Regions from separate parts of the Rattus norvegicus genome. Here region 2 is linked to region 1. Evidence: chromatin contacts called from public Hi-C data. All regions are on one chromosome and are shown on one strand. Each heading gives the region's core, a stretch centred on a gene start, on an enhancer-like site or on the middle of the called end of the contact. The rest is flanking DNA. Distances are from core to core; before and after follow the strand shown.

Region 1 (3,865 bases), core at 296-2,795:
CCAAGAAGCCTACATGGGACTGACCTAGGCCCATGTTACAGTTGTGCACCTTCATGTGGACTCTGAACAGTGGGAGGAGGAGCGGTCTCTGAAGATGCTGCCTGCCTTTGGGACCCTTTCCGCCTACTGAGTTGCCTAGTTTAGCCTTAATCGGAGAGGAGGTGGCTAGTCTCACTGCAACTTAAAACTCAATCTCTTAACCTGGTCTCCAGTAAGATTCTTGTCACCACTTTTCTCTAGCACTTTATAGACCTTAAATATTGGTTTGGAAAACAGACTAGAATTGGAGTGTCTGCAGATGCTTCTCTCCTAACAGAATGCTACTTCCTTATGAGAAAAGAGTGTTATCACATTAGAAAACGAGTTACAGTGGTTACGAACATGTTATGTGTCCTACTTTCTAAATATAGCCAATAACTATGCACAAATGAAATTATACAGGCTTACAGGTAAAGAAAACTACCTTAGGGCTGGAGAGATGGCTCAGCAGAGATGGCTCAGCAGTTAAGAGCACTGACTGCTCTTCCAGAGGTTCTGAGTTCAATTCCCAGCAACAACATGGTGGCTCACAACCATCTGTAATGAGATCTGATTGCCCTCTTCTGGTGTGTCTGAAGATAACTACAGTATACTCAGATAAATAAAAAATAAATCTTAAAAAAAAAATAAAAAAAAAACTACCTTAACTAACTTATTTGCTTGGGAGATTGGTGGCTTGTGACACAAGTTGGTCACACAGTACAAAAATGAGTATCTCCATCCTCGATCTTTCAGCCTTATTCTAAGCAAGTATTTGTTAATAAACAATTAAGTAATTTTAATCATAATCCCATTTTACAGTGACCAAAAATACAAGGTATGAGGGAAAATTTCCAGGCTCCAGAGTCAACTTCCAAGCACTTGCTGTAACTACCTATTCTGAGATGAAAGACATTTAAGGCATTCACCGCCATTTTTACTGGGATACATCTCCAGTTAATATCCTTTCCCTGGTCTCATGTTAGAACTTGCTGTTGATTCTTTTCATATTCTTGGCCATTTTATTAAGAGGCAGCAAAAGGGAGATCAAAGACTGAAGGAATGAATGGCCAAAAATATTTCTCGAATCAGTGAACCTGAAACACCCTGTCCAATTCTGGCCATCTCTCTTGCCCTTTAGAACTCTGTTTCAAATTAATCTCTTCCAGTTTGGTCCTGTAAACCACCTACTATACCAGGCCAATCACCCAGCAAATCACCGTAACAGACCGATTGTTAATTATTTGCTTTTATTTCTCAACGATATTGCAGGTGATGGATGGTGACCAAATGACAATGAGATGAGATCTTGACATACTTCATGTTTCAGTTAGGTGGAATTTCCCCACTCACAGCTAACAATCGTCCACTCATCATAGATGTAGGTACGTGTTCTATGTAGAAGGTTCTTTCTTTGTTATGATTTTACAAAGGCTAGTCATTTTAACAAACGGACTTCTTCCTATTGGTATTTAAGCCGATAACTGTGAGAAGTCCTGAGAGTGCACTGCATCCTGTGGCACTGGCAGTGATCTTTACTCTCTGACCCTTCTGGTGGACCTTAGTTCTTACTGCTCTATCCAATCTTAAGCCAGCTTGTAATCAACTTAATTTTTAAAGTCTTTGTACACATTAGGTAATATTTGTCCTCTGAACCCCCAGGGGACTGTGGTAACTGCCCAACGAGGAAGCCCTACCCTTCATTATTCAGCAACAGCTTGAAGAGTACTCTAATTCCAACCTTCCGCCCTCTGACAGCCCAGCTGCATCAAAGGCTGTGCTCCCTGTTTGTTTGTTTTTTTCCTGAAACAGAATCGCCATTTCAAACTGAATCATCCATTACTGAAGGATGGACTCTCGGTCCAAAACTTAAAACATGTGAGCCGCAGCAACTCTGAACTGGATTATGACTTATGTCAGAGTCTGGACATCTGCGGTCCCCTCTCCTCCAGCCTCTGGATCCCTGCATGCTGTTCAGGGGACGTTGCTGGCTTCTGAACTGAAGGTTTGAAAATGAAGGCATTCTCTTTTATGGAGAACAGTCCTTCAGCGATTTAAACAAGCAGCTTTGTGATCAAAATAATTCATAAAGGAAAAGATTTATGAAGAGACTTCACGAGCACACAATGCATTTTTTAAACTTTGTTTTTTAAATAAATCTGTCAGTACACAAGCCAAGGCAACACATCTGAATGCAATATCAGTGGACACACCCTGAACTCCTCTTCTGTGCTTGCCTAAGACTGGCGGAAAAGGGAAATACTTCTCTTTGTCTTCTTGTTAAATGCTAGTTTAAAACAAAATTTAAATACTAGTTCCACTCAAAAGCTTTAAGATTTGTACACATTACTACCTTCTCATATAGAAAACGTGTCTTTAATAAACATGTTTTCCATCTACTGCCTGTTCTTACTAAAGAGAGAGAGAGAGAGAGAGAGAGAGAGAGAGAGAGAGAGAGAGAGAGAACCCCACTTGTATGTATCCCTCTGGCATAGGAGCCTGTTCTAATCTCCGTTATCAGGTTTGAATGATAGCTCTGCTCCACGAGTACTGACAGAGCCGTCCTGGTTCTCAGGCTTTCGTTTCTCTCAGTTGGAGAAGGATACAGTGCATTTTCACATTCTCAAAGTCTGCAGTTGTTTTTATATAAGAAGCAATTTGCTTGGGTCAAGTCAGGTCGAATGGGATGCCTGCCCAGCTCTTGGTTTTAAAGGAAAAACATACAGAAAGACACAAAAACACAGCAGTTTCCTTCATTAAATTCCACTCTACCTGCCATGGGCTCCTAGCCACAATGGAATTTCCCACCCTGGCCTAGCCTAGCCTAACTTTTATTTTTAGGGATTTTTTTTTTTCCCCTTTAAATCTTATGAGCTTTCTTTCAAGTGAACTCTGAGGCAAGGTTTATTAAATGATAGAGTAATTGCCTGGCTTTAGAAAAGCAGACTCAAGAAAAAAATGCCAAGTGACCTTCCATAATATTGCTGTATCACCACCCTTTGGATAATAGCCTTTTCAAAAGAAAAAAAAAAAGGTTTAAATGAGCACAACAACACAGCTCTACAATTTAAAATCAAACCTGAATAGGAAAAGAGTGAGTGACTCCAGTGCTATCCTCTACCTAATTGCATTAGATGGTGACAATTTTAGAGAAAACAAGGACTATATCATATATAGGATGAGAGGTGGGAGAAATGAGGAGAGGGAGGGTGGGATCTTTTTAACTTAACTGCAAGAGAATCTTAGAGGAAAAACATGAGAATACATAATATATAGGAGGAGAGGTGGGGGAAAAGGAGAGAAAGAGGGAGGGGGAGAGAGAGGAGCACGCGCGCGCGCGCGCACACACACACACACACACACACACACACACACACACAGAGAGAGAGAGAGAGAGAGAGAGAGAGAGAGAGAGAGAGAGAGAGAGAGAGAGAGCGCACAAACACAAGGTTTTAGGTCTCTCTTTCCTGAAAGCCATTTATGCTTTTGCCATTGCCCACGGGCAACTGATTTAATCAGTATTGTTCATGTGGATTATCTAAACTATGAAAAGCAACAGGGAGAACTTCCCAAGAAACCCAGCCTGGGTCTGTGTGAAATGCTTGCTTGGTTTGTGGCCTAGAGCTAAGGAGAATGATCACATTGTACACTGTATGAAGGGCGCTAGAAAAGAGCTCAGTGCCCCTGCTATGCTTTGTCTCCAATTTACTTGAACACGCTATGTCTCCAGCATTAGGAAAGCTAGTGAAAATGCTTGCCTAGAAACTCATTTCTAGATTGGAGTGTGGGGAGGGAGCAAACAAGGTAAGGAGGAAGGAGAAGGCAAGAAGGAAGGACTAGCAGTAAG
Region 2 (3,818 bases), core at 203-2,702, 160 kb after region 1:
AGCTATCATCTATTCACCGTTCCTAAGAACTTGTACCTATAAGGATTACTGTTTCTACTTGAAAAATGAGAAATGTAAGTCATAATCAAATTCTGAAACTCCACACACACTGCTCAAAGTATCAGTATTCTGGAAAATGGAGCATGACGGGAGCTTATCCCCTTGAGGGCTATGGTTCTCACTCAGCTAATATCAAACTATTATAATGAAATTCTGAGCCTCCACCTCCTACTAGGAGGTTATGGAGACAAACGCTTGAATGGATTTTGGGTCCTCCAAAATGGAACATCGGTGCTTAGTCACTTAGGGAAAGCAGGTAGATATTTCTTCTGCTGTGTATTACTGAATCTCAAAGTGATAACTGTTTTTACCAGTAACAAAGAGTAATTATATTTTAGATACCCCTATTATTCATCATCATCTAACGACAGCAAAAGATCCATATATACAGAATATATGGAAAAGTTCCTGAAATAATTGCAGTCCTTCCAACAGAGTTCCTACATACATGCTAAAGAACCAGAGTGGAATATCTGCATGATCTGAGTCTCTTGACTCCAAAAATAGTGCATTGCCTCATGTCTATATCTCTTCCTAGCCTTAGTATTTGTACTGCATGTTTTCCAAGGTATATGGTGAGAGTCCAATGCTTCCTAATGTACGTAACATAAGAAACACAAGAGTTTTTTATGTTTGTATACATGTGGTATATATGTGTGCACATGTGTGTCCAGGTGTGCTACCATGTACATGGGTGGAAGGCTGGCATTTGTGGTCTGCCTGATTTGATCTTAACCTCAATGTTTTTTTGAGACAACAGTTTCTCATTAAACATGGATCTTTTCCTGCCAAATACAGGATCTTACCATTCCTTTTGATTGTCCACTAGAACTGGAGCAACTCTATTGCTGAAGATACTTCATTACAAGATATAGAGAAATCAAGCTGAAACTGATCTGGAAGCTTCTTTTCTGGATAGCTTTCATAGTGACAAAAGGTGAAATTTAGGCTGCCCTGGGGTGAAAGTCACCAATGTCCTAGCCAACTGTGATCTTGCAAACAACAATGCCAAATCGAATTTGCCCAGCAGAATTGTCCACTGGTACAACAGTGACTGTTATGGTGATACCTAATCGCTGTATGGATTGGACTTGAGGTCTGTCCACAAAAAAGGCATTCGTGCCAAGTACTGTAAACCCAGTCAAAACACTGTAACAGAAAGATTTAGGTCCAGATGGAAACTTACTACAGCTCTTTAGTTAGTTAGAGTCATGGTTTTAAAATTCTTTCTTGGGCTGGAGAGATGGCTCAGCCGTTAAAGGCTAGGCTCACAACCAAAAATAAAATTCTTTCTTGATAGTCATATTTCTTCACAGAGACATGCTACACCTAGACTCACCAGAGCAGCTTCTCTTCGCAGGGAACTGTGGAGTCTGCTGACTCGTGTGCTCACAAGCGATGACTGAGTGCCAAGCCCTACAAACAGGATACTTAAACTGTCCGCTCTAACATCCAGGAAGCACTGCCGAAGAGGGATGGTAGGAAGATATGAGCAGAACGTTATGGGAAGAAAGAATGTAAGAGCTGCAAGATAGAAAAATGGACAGGAAATGCTACCTTCTGAACAAGATAGAGCCACTGCAATCAGGATCTCAGAGCAGTTTTAGTTGCCTGCCTTGGGTATGGGCCTGTCATTCGTCTGTCACAGACTGGGAGATTCACTCGGCCACACCTGACTATGGTGAATTATTAACTCACTAAGGGAGAGGCAGTCATTAACTTCATTTGTGTACTCAGAGTAAGCTCAGAAGGCTCTGATGAATAGTTCAAAACCCACAGCCACGATGATGGGCCTCATTAAGCATAGTGGTTCATAAGACGAAATCCAGACTTTATGAATGTGAGAAATAGACAGGCAAGGGGACAGAATGACAGTGGTGAGAGAACAGGGTGGGGTGCGGGTAACTAGAATGTTTCATATGCGTATTTACAGTTGTCAAAGAAGAAAGGTAATGAATATCAGTAAGAATCATGAAAGAAAACGATGGAAAATATAGAAATGTATAAGAAAAATTACAAGCGACAATAATAATTTGATTGTACAATAATAATCGGCACTACTGTAATTTAAGATAACATTCCAATGAGATGCATGTTTTGAGTGTATGTTTGTATATGCGTGCACATGTGTCCCATTTCTTCTTCAATCATTCTCCATTTTATACTTGAGAGAAGGTTTCACACTGACTTTCAAGCCTGCTGACTAGCCTGGCCTGCAGAATACAGGCGTCCTTCTAATTCTGATTATCAAGCAGACATGCACACCAAATCCAGCTTCTTACAAGGGTGATTTTCAGGATTATGAGGTCAGCACATTACCTACTAAAACATCTTCTAGCCTCCAATAAGGTAAATTTTACTACCAGTTTCATTTTGCCAAATTCGCTTTATTGTACATCACTAAATTGCTTCTTCATCTCACCATTTCTGTGTAGTGTAGAAATGAGCAATTTGTACACTAATTGTTTCTAAAACTAACACATTAATGAATTAAGTAGCACTATATTCCATAGGCTTGATATTATCAACTTTTAAGTAACTTATTATTACTTGTGATTTCATAGATTTTGTTTGATCTAATCTTCTCCTGTGGGAATTCTAATTTTGTATATTGAGAAAGTAGCATTACACAGATTATAAATTTTCTCTGAAATTATAGAGGTTAGCAATTGCTTCTCAAGAGAAACAAAAATGGCATATTTGAATCTAAAACATTAGAGAAAAATGTGCATTACAGTAAAGACAAATTGTTTTAGGAGGCATCCTTCCTTTTGTATTTCCATTCCTGCTACATTTACTGCAGTACTACAATAGTAATATGCGCAATTAAACGTGGGATAAAGTTAAAGTGCTATAAAAGCCCCAACACATATTCCTCAGGAGCCTAATCCAATTCTGTTTGAGGAGTTATCTTCCTTCTATGAACTCTGGTATGCAGAATTACATCATATCCCATGGCTCAGATTATCTACAATTCATAAAATACTTTTAAAAATTGTCATGAAGTAGGTTCTGTTAAATATTCATACAACGCCTCTTCCCTTGGTTCAGTACAGAAACACACTACATATCAATCTGTGCTCCAGCAAGACAGTCGCTTCAATACGGTGAGTTGGGTAAACAGAGGAAGTGTGCTGCGCATAATTTATTTACATTTTAATAAGACCTCAAACAAATGATACCACACAGGAGGTTCAGAGTGAGGCCGAGAAAGGCCTTCCGGTTTGGAAGCTATATTGTTTAATCAATAGAATTACTTATGCACTAGCATAGAATAACAGTTCCATAGGGACAACTATCTTGGTTTGTGAAAAATATAATTTCATGACAACACATAAAGTTGAGAAGAGATAAAATATTGCAAAATATAATAGCATTTGAGAATATGAAATGGGTGCTAAAGTTTAAAATGGTAACCACTAACGAATTAAAAAAAAAAAAACAAAAACAAAAATAAAAGAAACAACCACAAAAAAAAAACCTCTAAAGATAAGTATAAAAGATGAAAACATTGTACTTAATTCAACCAGCATTTCCTTTTAGCATCACTTTTAGTAGATGTGCTAATTTGTATCAGCACACAGATCCCTCCCACTTTACAAGTCGACTTTTTGGTGAATGGTTCTACAGTACTGGACCAGTTCTTTACTGAAAGAAAAGGTTCACAAGGCAAGGCTTTGGCATATTATTCCAATGGAGCATCACCTTTTACTCTGAAGACAACTGCATTTAGCTTAATTGGACCCTTATCAAAGTAT

Evidence for each region. A called contact is a pair of places that touch in the nucleus more often than the background predicts.
Region 2: a Hi-C map of liver shows a contact between it and region 1, with 5 times the contacts expected there. The contact joins two enhancer-like sites. A contact is called at or near these places in 2 of 12 Hi-C or Micro-C datasets (kidney and liver).

Annotation. Positions count from the first base shown.
Region 1 is chr11:70,867,521-70,871,385 of GRCr8, forward strand. The region is part of intron 5 of Zbtb20 (zinc finger and BTB domain containing 20); the gene reads right to left. Among named protein-coding and RNA genes, the nearest start is that of Mir568, 310 kb to the left of the region's middle. Within about 2 kb of position 1,546, at least 35 of the 93 cell types and tissues checked have an H3K27ac peak or open chromatin away from gene starts, as enhancers often do. A contact at or near this core is called in kidney and liver, where this site is marked.
Region 2 is chr11:71,026,714-71,030,531 of GRCr8, forward strand. All of the region lies in intron 3 of Zbtb20 (zinc finger and BTB domain containing 20), which reads right to left. Among named protein-coding and RNA genes, the nearest start is that of Zbtb20, 270 kb to the right of the region's middle. Within about 2 kb of position 1,453, at least 7 of the 93 cell types and tissues checked have an H3K27ac peak or open chromatin away from gene starts, as enhancers often do. A contact at or near this core is called in kidney and liver, where this site is marked.